Regions from separate parts of the Gossypium raimondii genome. Here region 2 is linked to region 1. A link is a contact called in public Hi-C data. All regions are on one chromosome and are shown on one strand. The core of a region is the stretch at or near the end of the contact, and the rest is flanking DNA. Distances in the headings are between cores, read along the strand shown. Region 1 holds the start of LOC105794770 (probable beta-D-xylosidase 2). Region 2 holds the start of LOC105794727.

Region 1 (6,531 bases), core at 1,807-4,306:
GGTTGAAGCATTCTGCTTCAGGTTTTAAGGCGTTTAAGTGGGCGTATAAAATGATGCCGTTCGAGGCTGGTTCCCATGGCTTCGAAACAGCACCGTTTGGGCTGTCCAGTGACCATGACCCGTGCGGTGACCCGACCCGAGGGAAGGATCCACGTACTTTGGGCGTTTGGTCTATTTGCACGACGAGTCCCTCTTGTTTTGGGGTGTTTCGATTGGATTTTCTTCAATCCTTTTAATTTGAATTGCTTTTTTTATTTTGATTTTAATTTGATCCATAGTTGTGCGACGTCGTTTTTGTTGTTTGGATTTAAATGTTGAGTTTGCGTGTTTAATTGCAGCAATGGTCCCTTTAATGTTTAGCGTTGTTCAATTCAGTCGTTTGTTTATTTATTTCAAATTCGCCTCTAGGATTTGGTTTTATTTCTAAATTAATCTATTTTTTTTACTAACTAAACGGGTTTATTATTTATTTAAACTTGTCACATATTTTAGGTAAATTCAATATAGTTTGTGTATATTCATTCTTAGTTTTATAATGTTTTTTTTATCTCTCTTTTATGTTTTAAAGGATTTGCATGAAAATATTCTTGTACAATAGTATTATATATATGTATATACATACACATACTTTATGTTAAATTATTTTATTTTATATATTATTGGTTTCACATTATTATAATTATTAACCTCAAGTTTTTACATATGCTTATATTTTTTTAAACCATTTTTTATATACAAATTATTTCTTTTTAAATACCCTACTTCGTATACTTTATTTAAATATTATCTTTATATATTATTAAATTTTCATATTGTTATATAGTATTATTTGTATTATTATTAAACTTTTCATTTTATACATATGTTACTTATTTAAATTAATATATGTCTATTATTGATTTTAAATTCATTAGCTTTTAAATGTTAATATTTACATGCAACCATTGCTCTTATGTATCTGAGATTGATTGTTTGTATCAATTGATTGTTTGTATTCATTAATGTACATTTTGGGCTTACGAATTATCATTTCACATTGTATATCAACATTTTATTGCATTATATTTGCTTAAAAGGTTACGTTTTATATGACTTAAATATAAAAAACACTTTTATTCAAAAAGCTTTCAAAACAACGTAATACCCGATATTTGGAATCCCCGAGAGAATTGAGCCCTAACGTATTGGGTTCTAATTTTTCTCGTTGAATCTAAATAATCAAATTTTCTTTAATCAAAACACATAAATAAAAGCCCATTCTCGGGAATTCGATACGTTGTGTCCTAACGCATTGGATATGGCATATTGTTTTCTCGAGATGAGGATTTTTCTAACAAATAAAAATAAGGCAATATTCGATATTTAGGGATTTTGTGAAACCGAGCCCTAATTTACTGGGTCTTGATTTTCTCATTTAACCCAAATAATCGGATATCCTTCTCAAAATGCATAGGTTTTAAAAGTCAAGAGATAAACTTAATTTTGAGGATTTAAAATGTCGCACTCTAACTTACTGAGTGTGACGATTTATTTCTTCGAAATAAGTGAATCTCATCGTCCAAATCATCTTACTCAAGTTTTCTTTTCAAAGGACCGTATTTTAAAATCTTTTCAAAATTTCGACATTAAGACATTAAACAATCGATTCGGTACCATTTTGGGCGTTACGAGGGTGCTAACCCTTCCTCGTGCGTAACCGACTCCCGAACCTGTTTTCTCAAATTTCGCAGACCTAAAACTTATTTTTAATGGTGAACCGACCACACCTTAATAAAAGATCGGTGGCGACTCCATTTTCATTTTTAAAAGTCGATTCCCATTTTCAAACATTACAAAAAAGTGGTTTCGACAGTACTTGCTATTACCAACCCCTTACCCGATTACCCGATTGGGTCCTGACCCGTACTTTACGTGGTTCGCACGTCAGGTGTTCACATACTTTATGAGACCGCACGATGTGGGTTTGCATCATCATCTATAACGTCACGTCCATGAACAGTAACCATATCATATAAATACACAATTTAACCCTTTTAAAGGATACACTCTGAAAATCACTCAACAAAAACATACCATTTTCGTAATAAATTCAAAGATAAAGTTTATATCCTTTAAATTGTTATACTTTATTTAAGTTTATGTTTTTTCAATCAAATAAATTTATATAATTTTATTTTTAACTTATTTATGAAAATTCTTATATTTTAATAAAGAGGAGTAAGTGGTATCACAATTAATTAGAAGGGAAAAAATATTTTTAAAAAATTAATTAATTATTCTCTCATTTATTTTAATTTGGCATATGTTATAAAATATTTAATTTAAAATTTTAACTATGTTGTTAGGTAGAACTATTTTAAAAGATATTAAAATTGAATATTCAGAGTTTAATATATCAAAAACGTTACTTGTAACATATGAGTGTTTGGATTTCTCCAAAAACATTTTTATTTTTATTTTAAAAGAGGTAATGTTGTTTGTTCCCAATGGTAAACAACAATGCACCATCTCACCTCTCTTCAAAGCCAAGCTATTCGATCCCAACTCACATTATCACTTGTTAACTAATCTGTCAAACAAACTCTCTCACTAGGCTAAAATGCCAAATCTTACATTTTCTCTTGGAGATCAATTAAATATAATGAAAAAAATGTTGACTTTATATCAAGACCCACCGCATAGACATGGTTTCCAGCTTGGTGATGACATGATATTTTTGTTTTCTACATTAGAAATCTTGTTCTACTAGTATATGTGAAGGGCATTATAAGTCAATCAGATGATCTACCTCACCTGATTACACTTATAATTCCCTCATATGGGACCTAACTCGTTGGAAACCCACCCTCTTTCAAACATTTCACCAAATCAATATTCAACTCACAATTAAATTATTTAACCTATGATCAACCACTTTAATCTCCCACCACACCTCTTTTTTTTATTTTTATAATAAAAATCTGCTAGAGAAGAAAATATGCTTTACTTTAAGCAGTTAACAAACAATTAATGTGGACATGTAATGATCAAAGTTAGTTTCAGTGCATCACCATTTCCATTCTTGGCACAAACTTCACCTATATAAATGCCATACATTCTTCTTCTTTTTCAGTACCATTACAAATATCCACATTGGTCCGTTTCTCAAATGAAAACGGGAATTGCCACCACCACCATGGCCTCACTACCTCAAACCATCATTCTCTTCCTTCTCCTCTTGGGTGCGTTCGCCCAAGCCCGCGATCCATTCGCTTGTGACTCCAAAGATGCCAAGACGTCGAGCTTGCCGTTTTGCAAGGTCTCGATGCCGATACCGAACAGGGTGACGGACCTTCTCGGAAGGTTGACAATGCAAGAGAAGGTTAGGCTGCTGGTGAACAATGCCGCAGCAGTTCCGCGGCTGGGGATCAAAGGGTACGAATGGTGGTCCGAAGCTCTTCATGGCGTCTCCAATGTGGGACCTGGAACCAAGTTCGGTGGAGCCTTCCCTGGGGCTACCAGCTTCCCTCAAGTAATCACGACCGCTGCTTCTTTCAATGCCACATTATGGGAAGCCATCGGACGGGTAACATTTTTCTTTTTTCTTTTCCTATCACCAACTTAAAACTGAAGTAAATGTTTATTATTATAATAACATAAAGAAATTGGTATAATGTTAAGAATCGCAGCTTTTTTTATCATGATATATTTTCTTTCTGTTATTTTACGTAAAGATTTAACTTACAATTTTGTTCCTGTCAAGTGTGAAGTGGATGCAATAATTTTCTGTTTCCACTCATATCTTAACTTTCTATACAAAACCATATCAGCCTTCCACACATACCATTAAAAATTTATATTTGATACATTATAAAAATTTTAAGCTAAATTCACTTGACCTTTTAACTTTACAATTTCATTGGTTGGTCCTTGAATGTATGGTGTGCAACTTGTATGTGTGTGCCAATGCCTACAAATTTTTAATAATTTTAGGGTAGCGCTATTAAAATATATGGCTTTAGTTTTGATATTAAATTATTAGATTTGTCAATTGTGATTGTAGGGAAGTGTTTCTATGTTATCAATTTGAGAATATCAAGATTAGGCATGAAAAAGAATATATAATCAACTTGCTGTCGTAGAATCATTGTCATTCAAGCAAGTTGTATTCTTTAAGATTTTTTACTTTTAATAAAAGAAGTTTGGGAACCGATGTCGCAGGTTGTGTCAGATGAGGCAAGGGCGATGTACAATGGGGGAGCGGCTGGGCTAACATACTGGAGCCCAAATGTAAACATATTCAGGGACCCAAGGTGGGGTCGTGGTCAGGAGACTCCAGGTGAAGACCCGGTGCTGGCTGGTACATATGCAGCCAGCTATGTGAAGGGCTTACAGGGAAATAATGGTGACCGGTTAAAGGTGGCGGCTTGTTGCAAGCACTTTACGGCCTATGACCTCGATAACTGGAATGGAGTGGATAGGTTCCACTTTAATGCCAAGGTTAGTTAATTTTGTGTCGTGTAGCTCCAGTTTTGGATATAGGTGGGTGATCCAACTTGGGAATTTTATTGCTGCAAATATGAAACCGGCTTAATTCCATCAAACATCCTTAATTATACCCCAGATTCGAGGTTCATTGTTAAAAACACTAAAATATTTTAAGTCCTTATAACATTAATATTGTACCATTGCAGTCCTTCGGTGTTTGAATTAAGATGATATTTGGATAAAATAATGTAAAATGTGCCGCAAAAGGCTGCAGATTCTTTACTTGTTTGTCTTTAGCTTAGAGCTTTCTTATCCGCAAACACTTTGCTTTTTGTTCTTATTTTTTTAACATAATAACCCGAACAATTAAACAAAGAAAAGCAATCTTTTTTATTTTTTATTTTTTAATTCTCACGTCGGTTTCCACACATTTGAGCAGGTAAGCAAGCAGGACATCGAGGATACGTTCGATGTACCCTTCAAAATGTGTGTACAGGACGGTAATGTAGCCAGCGTTATGTGCTCTTACAATCAAGTCAATGGTGTTCCAACCTGTGCTGACCCTAATCTCCTAAAGAGGACCATACGAGGTCAATGGAATCTCAATGGGTACATTGTTTCAGATTGTGATTCAGTGGGGGTGTTTTATAATACCCAACATTACACATCAACACCTGAAGAAGCTGCTGCAGATGCCATCAAAGCAGGTTAGTAACTTTTTATTTTACCCTTTTTTTGGTACACTTATTATTATTCTATATTGCGGCGTTAGTCAACTTAGGCAATGATGATTTACCAATTCATGGTCTATTAATTAATTGTTCAAAACCAATGGTATATATAAAGAACGAACTTGCAAAAGGTAATAATATGTGATCATTAGGCTCCATTTTCGACTAGCTGGCTCAAATTATGGCAAAAGTGACTATATTCTTGCAATGTCATTAACATACAATAATTGAAGGAAAGAAGATTTATCCAATTGCAGGTCTGGATTTGGATTGTGGGCCTTTTTTGGCGCAATACACTGAAAATGCAGTAACAAGAGGATTGTTGAAGGAGGCTGATGTTAACAGTGCCTTGGCAAACACGCTCACAGTCCAAATGAGACTCGGCATGTTTGACGGTGAACCGTCTACACAACCATTCGGGAACTTGGGGCCAAAAGATGTGTGCACACCTGCTCACCAAGAGCTCGCCCTCGAAGCTGCGAGACAAGGCATTGTTCTGCTTAACAATCGTGGTCCTTCATTGCCTTTATCTCATTTACGTCACCGCACCGTTGCTGTTATCGGACCTAACTCCAATGCTACTGTTACAATGATTGGAAACTATGCTGGTAAATTCTCATGATAATTATTCTCATTTCTATTGGTGAATGGGTCTAAAGGGGTCACCTAATTAACTTTTTGTTGTTCTTGTTGGAACATTAATTAGGTGTTGCATGTGCATACACATCTCCTTTGCAAGGGATAGGGAATTACGCAAAGACAATTCATCAAATGGGATGTGCAGACGTAGCTTGCAACGATGACAAGTTATTTAGTGGGGCAATCAATGCTGCTCGTCAAGCAGATGCTACGGTTTTAGTAATGGGGCTTGACCAATCGATTGAAGCAGAGTTCAGAGACAGGACAGGGTTGCTTTTGCCAGGGCGGCAACAGGAACTTGTTTCTAAAGTAGCCATGGCGTCTAAGGGTCAAACCATACTAGTTTTGATGTCGGGTGGGCCTATTGATGTGTCTTTCGCTAAGAATGACCCTCGTATAGGTGCCATTTTGTGGGCTGGTTATCCAGGCCAAGCTGGAGGAGCTGCCATAGCTGATGTATTATATGGCACAACCAATCCAGAGGGTAAGCTGCCTATGACATGGTACCCACAAGAGTATGTCTCAAATTTGCCAATGACGGACATGGCCATGCGTTCAAGCGCAAACAGAAACTACCCTGGAAGAACGTACAAGTTCTACAAAGGTCCAGTAGTGTATCCGTTCGGTCACGGATTGAGTTACACCAACTTTGTTCATACCATTGCTAGTGCACCCAAAGTTGTCACGGTCCCTC
Region 2 (6,531 bases), core at 2,850-5,349, 190 kb after region 1:
GTGTTTTAATGCTTGTTTATTAGGATCAAACGATTTTTTTCCTTAAATTCCATTTCGAGCTATTTATATTCTCAAAATCATATATTTATCCAATTGCAGGTGTGGTCACTGTAAGAAGCTAGCTCCTGAGTTTGAGAAGCTTGGGGCTAATTTCAAGAGGGCTAAGTCCGTCTTGATTGGAAAGGTTTGCGATATAATGAAGTTTTTCTTGCTATATATTGCAATTGGTTTTATTTGGAATTCTTTTCTTTTGTTGATGCCATTGTAGGTGGACTGTGATGAGCATAAGAGTGTATGCAACAAGTATGATGTTCAAGGCTACCCAACCATTCAGTGGTTTCCTAAAGGCTCTTTGGAACCTAAAAAGTGAGTTTTAGTCTTGTTTAAGTTTTGGTATTGGAATCCACATTTTATTTAAAACATGCTCTTAGTAGATAAAAATTGTTCTATCCAGGTATGTAGGACCACGCACTGCAGAGTCCCTTTCTGAGTTCGTAAACAGTGAAGGAGGTAGATTATAGGGACCAATGTCTAAACCCACTAGGATTTTGCTTTGCTAATGTCTTGTTTTATAGGGACCAATGTGAAGATTGCCACTTTGCCATCCAGTGTTGTGGTGCTAAATGCTGATAATTTTAATGAGATTGTCCTTGATGAGACCAAAGATGTGCTGGTTGAGTTTTATGCACCTTGGTAAGCATGCAGCTTTTTTGTTTTGTTGTTGATATTCTTTTGCTTCAATCTTTTCTGCAAAAAGTGGTCTGATCAAGTTTTGTATTGGTTTTCTGCCAGGTGTGGTCATTGCAAAAGCCTCGCTCCTGTAATCATCTATATCAATGCTTAATAAAGGCAGCATGAACGTTTTGGTTCCAAGTGGTGATTTCCTTTCTAACCCTTTGTCTTTGTCCCTACAGATTTATGAGAAGGTAGCTACAGCGTTTAAATTGGAAGAAGATGTAGTGATATCCAATCTAGATGTTGACAAATACACAGATGTAGCTGAAAAGTAAGCATAACTTAGCCAATAAGCCCAACCCTTCGTGTCTTTGAGAGTTAAGATTAGAAATTCTCTGCTTTAAGTGCAGGTATGGAGTAAGTGGATATCCAACATTAAAATTGTTCCCAAAGGGCAATAAAGCTGGAGAAGACTACCGTGGTGAAAGGGAATTGGATGACTTTGTTAGTTTCATCAATGAGAAGTGTGGCACCAGTCGTGATACAAAAGGGCAGCTAACTTCAAAGGTTAGCATAGTACATATACTGCTATATGATCATGTTTGTCTTTCTATAGGAGGTAAAATCGTTCTCCCCTTCCTTTCTGCATAGGCTGGTATTTTGCCAAGCTTGGACACATTAGTGAAGGAATTTGTGTCTGCTAGCAATGACGACAAGAAAACAGTCTTGTCTAAGCTTGAACAGGAAGTTGAGAAGCTCAAGGGTTCCAGTGCCAGGTATGGAAAGATCTACTTGAAAGCTGCTAAAAGCTGTTTGGAGAAAGGTACTGATTATCCCAAGGAGGAAATTGAACGGCTGCAACGCATTCTTGACAAGGTAAGAATCTTTGCTGTTGAATATAAGTAAAATTCTTCTTATTGTGCCATTTGAGATGGTATTAAGCCATGAATTTTTTATTCGTTTTCTGGGTTTTACTGTGCAGTCAATAAGCCAAGCAAAAACTGATGAATTCACGCTGAAGAGGAATATCTTATCAACGTTTACCTGAACTTCTTACCTCACTGAATTTCCATGGATTTTTTTTAACTCTCTTTTCCCAATGCTAAGCAGAATTATGTTTGCAACTTACAACTTTAGTTGTTAGGCAACTGAAGCTCCGATTTGACGTAGCTCGTGATTTAGGTTGCTTCAACTGCCTCTTCAAACAAAGTTTTCATATCGTTGTAATTCTGAGACTGTTCTAACAAGTCTTTATTCTCCTTTCAATCATATTTTAATGGTTAAATTTTGATATTAGTTCTTGTACGATATGTAAGTAAATTTTATTGTACATATGTGGAAGAACATGGAGCATCGTCATGCTGCATCCATGTGAATAACTAAGAAGGAGCTAAGTAAAGTTCACATGCTTCCTCATATAGTCTCCACCGTCTCTATAACCAAAGATGAAGGAATCTGAATAAAGTTCACATGCTTGGTCTAGCTACCCATAATTGAGTTCTTGCTGCATTTGGCTTCAGATATGGTTTTTGACTGCTTACCTTTTTATGGTTCACGTTATATTGTGGATGAAACACATGTTCGCAAGGGGGTAGCCGGGAGGTTGGCAGGTGCTCTAGCCTCTCTTAAAATAGAAATATTTTCATTAACTCTTTTTAATTTTTTAAAATTTTAAATTAGTAAAGATAAAATTGTACTTTAGCCCCCTAAAAATGATAAAAAAATTGGATTTAACCTTTTAAAATTTATAAAGAGGCTATTCAAATGATGAAATTACATTTTATTATAGTAACTGTTAGAATTTGGGTATCTTACTTACATTTTACTGAATATTTAATGTTGAATGCAGATATTGATCTTTGAATATTCATTATTCAATTTGTTTTAGTTTTGTGGGTAATGGTTGTTTGGATAATAGACTTTAATTGTTATGAATAATAGATTTAGATTTGATATCCTAATTCATTATCCCTTTTATTTTTAAAAATTTTTAGTTTAAAATATTAAATATGAATATTTAATGTATTCAAAGAATATTTTAATTAGATTTAAATATATAGTAAACTCAGATAATAAATAAATATAAAATTCAAAGGTGAATTCAGATTTTAAAAATAGTAAATGATTGATTTTAGCCTAAAATACCAACAACTTTACGGCTTTGTAATGCCTTGCCTTTAACTTCATTGAGTAATTACACGCAAATACTCACACAGATTATAGGATAATAATTTTATCTGTTTGTAGAGTTTTTCATTTCACTGGCCATGTATAAGATAATAATCTTATAAATATATAGGCACTGACGATATATAAATAGATTTAAAAGATTAACATATATCTCTTTTTAAAATAAATTTATTTGTAAAATTTAAAAATAATTTTCCTATTTATAAAGGACAATTGAGTGGACAATTTATAAATAGCATTAATACAAACAAGGCAGTAATAAATGGTGGCAGGGAGTAAAAATATTTTAAAATTTTAATTACACCCCAAATTTTTTTTTAAAATGCATGAAACTCCTTTGAAAATTTTACTAACCCAAAATTTAGTCTCCAAGTCTGCCATTGAATACAAAAGCATCAACTTATTGCACTCAAAATGTAAATCTTTAAATCTTATTGATGAAACTATAAACACACGAATCCTCGTTAAAAAAGAAAAAAAGCTGTAGTGTGTGTCTGATCATCTCTTACAAAACGCTCTGTAACTCAAATAATAAAAAAATTAAAAAGAAGAAAAAAGTATAGATATTGTAGGATATGCAATATGATGAAGTTGACATATTTGCGGAGATTCTAGCTTTTTGAGCCTGTGCTAAGCTTTTCACCATATTCCAAATATGAAACCTGTCTTTGTAACCTCATTTGCTCATAGAAGCTAGCTATGAACTTCTCCGCCTTTGAATCAATCCCTTCTTCCTCCACTGCATAATATGGACTGTTCTCTTTCTCATCACATCCTTCATATCCACACTCTTCCACTTCTCCATCCTCTTCGTCAGTATCAGATGCCGTTGAGTCACTCTTTCTCCCACCATCATCATACCCGTAAACCCCATCGTAATCATCGGGACCGAAATCATAGTCAAAATCGACTTCCTCAGTGCTAATGCAAGGAAGAAGGAATCGCATGGAGGCTGGACGGTGCATCTTGACGTGAAAAATGGGCGTCTCGTCGAATGAAAGCTGGCGTTCCTTATAATGGCTCATCAGTTGGTGATGACGATGAGTTTGATGATGAGCAAGACCCTTGAGGAACTTAGGCACCAATCGTAGCTCCATCATCAGCCGTCTCCTGAACACCCCACCTTTTCTCGCCCATAATAATGCTAAACGCAGTAGACTCCATGCTCTTTGAGCTACATCACCCTTCCTCTTCGCCATATTAAACTTTGTTAGTAAGCCTAAGATATTTGGTTGCAGATGAGAGATGATAAGATTTATACTTGCAGATGGGGGATGATAATTGGGATTAATTAGTATGTGGACGTGTCGTGTTATGCAATTTACGTTAGGGGGGTTGGTACGCGGAAAGGCAGAGGGAGACGAAAACAAGGTGATTGGTGACAAGTGTGCAGAATGGGCGGCGGAACCTCGTAGCAAAACACGGTTTCACGCCACATTAAAGATTACTAAATCTAGCTGTCCCCTATTTTTCTTCCAAATCTAACCCTCTCAGATCAAAATGTTTTCGGAAATGACAAAACTGAAAATTGCGGCTCCTTTTAATTGATTTGAAACGGTGTTAATTGCAGTTGTTTTAAGTTGATATAACGTTGCATGTTTCAATTGCACAGTTGATTTGTAAATTTGTGAAATATCGAAATATTTTTGTCTCAAAGATTTTGTTGGAAGACGTGTGATCATGTTACCTAGATTCATTAAAACACAACTCTAAAGATATAATGTCCATACTATCTGAAGATTTACAAATCATATGGTTTTGTACAATTTAGAAAGAATACAACTATAATTCATCGTAGGAACATATTTTTAATGTACAATTTGTTGCTAAGAGTGATCTTAATTAATATACAGAAATGAAATTGCAACTTAATAGACGAATTGAATTTTTAAATTTTTTTCAAACCCTAAATATTTGAATAGGCAAAATATTGACTTTCTTCAAAGAAATATAAATAAAAAATAGGGAGTATTTCAATTTTACAATAACAAGAAAAATGAGAAATAAATATGAGTTTAATGTGAAAGGGTATTATAGTCAATAACGAAATAAATATTTTGGTTGGAAAGAGTGAAGCAAATGATTGCAAATTTATTAATGAAATAAAATGTTTACTTTTCTCAAGAAAACAGATTGCAAATTTTAATTCATTAAACTATTACCAATAATTAATGGTGATTAAATTATTGAGTCATTCAATTTTAATCTTTTATTTAGTCATAAATTATTTGAAATTAATTTCTTTAAATTTGGCAGTGTTGATATAGTTTAATAATATTTTTTACAATATTTATCATTTTGTGACAAAAATTTTAATTTTAGATATTTTAATACTTAAATTGAAAAATTAAAATTTTAATTACCAATATAGAACGCAAATAGTAGTTTAGTAATCATTTCAATATTTTAACCATTTCAATTGCTTGAGTGCTCCAACCTTTTAATGGAATCTTGAGTAATTTTTTATATGTATAATAATAAATTTAGTTTATAAGTACACATGTTTTGTTAATTTTTTTAAAAAGTTAATACATTTAAATTTTAATATTTACATAAAATAGATTTGATTCTCATCCTTAAAATTTTATATATTTACATTTATAATAATTTTAAAAAAAAATTAAAAACAACACCCTAGTTATTCAGGAGAGCTAAGTTGGACTAGAATAGTCCATATATGTAGCAGGATGCAGGCATTGCTCCAAGATTTCCAAGTCTCTAAATTAGGTTTGCAAACAGTTGAGCAAGCCACACTTGGCACCTGGCCTTGCTGCCTCATTTCTTCCCTTCCAAAACAATTCTTATAGTTACATTCTAAAAATATACTATATATAATAAAAACTAAATAAATAAAAATTGTCATAAAATTATGTTAGAAATAGAAAGTATATGGTCCCTAATGAAAATATATGAAATTGAAATTTAATCCAAAACTAGGAATTAAAAGTTATGTTTATCCGAGTTTAGGGATTAAATTGAATAAAATGTAAAATATGAGAGGAATCAAAAATAGATTTATATAGCATCATGCATATCATGGCATAGTATGAAAATGTTTGGTATTGATTGGTTATAGAAAATAATTACATAGATCAAGATTTGGATCAATGTGGGGCTAATAGGGAAAAACTAAAATTATGGATTAGCCCTCAAGCATCCACTCATTTCACATTTTAAACAAGTAAGTCCATATGAAACTTACTATCTCACTTTATGTTATATGTAATATTGTGTTTAATTTAATATATATGTATGTATATGTTTGAATATAGTTGAAATACTAGTGAAATTGACATATATGGATACTAATGGAGTGAATTGAAACATTGTGTGATGAATGACTATTACGTAGTAATACAAGGTACAAATGTGAAAATATAGACGATTACATGATATGGAAATTAAAGATGTGATCCTTTACAAGGTGTGATTTGTAGATGTCAGTGATTACAGGGATGGTATTGAAAATTGTGAAATTGATGCCCATGTGAACTTAGTAAAAGGTTAGGATATGATTGGCATGCCAATAGGTCTTATGCACTCTTGTACAGAGATTATTATAGACTTTAACGAGATCCAACATTCGTTGCGGATCCTCGAGTATTATATGACACAGGTTTAGCTCAGATAAGTAACTTGATGTGTCTGGTATAAGTTTAGCCCGAA

The links. Hi-C and Micro-C count contacts between places; a contact is called where the count stands out from the background.
Region 2: a contact with region 1 is called in a Hi-C map of leaf, with 2.4 times the contacts expected there. The contact joins the promoter of LOC105794727 here to the promoter of LOC105794770 in region 1. A contact is called at or near these places in 2 of 2 Hi-C or Micro-C datasets (both in leaf).

The regions. Positions count from the first base shown.
Region 1 is chr7:33,873,118-33,879,648 of ASM2569854v1, forward strand. LOC105794770 (probable beta-D-xylosidase 2) reads left to right here and starts at 3,057. Exons shown (of 5, transcript XM_012624082.2): 1 at 3,057-3,565; 2 at 4,201-4,479; 3 at 4,907-5,174; 4 at 5,456-5,806; 5 at 5,905-6,531. The coding sequence starts at 3,086.
Region 2 is chr7:34,064,509-34,071,039 of ASM2569854v1, forward strand. LOC105794727 reads right to left here and starts at 4,100. Exons shown (of 1, transcript XM_012624030.2): 1 at 3,266-4,100. The coding sequence starts at 4,064. The coding sequence ends at 3,477. LOC105794736 (probable protein disulfide-isomerase A6) reads left to right here. Exons shown (of 10, transcript XM_012624042.2): 2 at 100-184; 3 at 269-366; 4 at 455-510; 5 at 576-693; 6 at 793-820; 7 at 915-1,006; 8 at 1,086-1,242; 9 at 1,327-1,551; 10 at 1,658-1,968. The coding sequence ends at 1,723.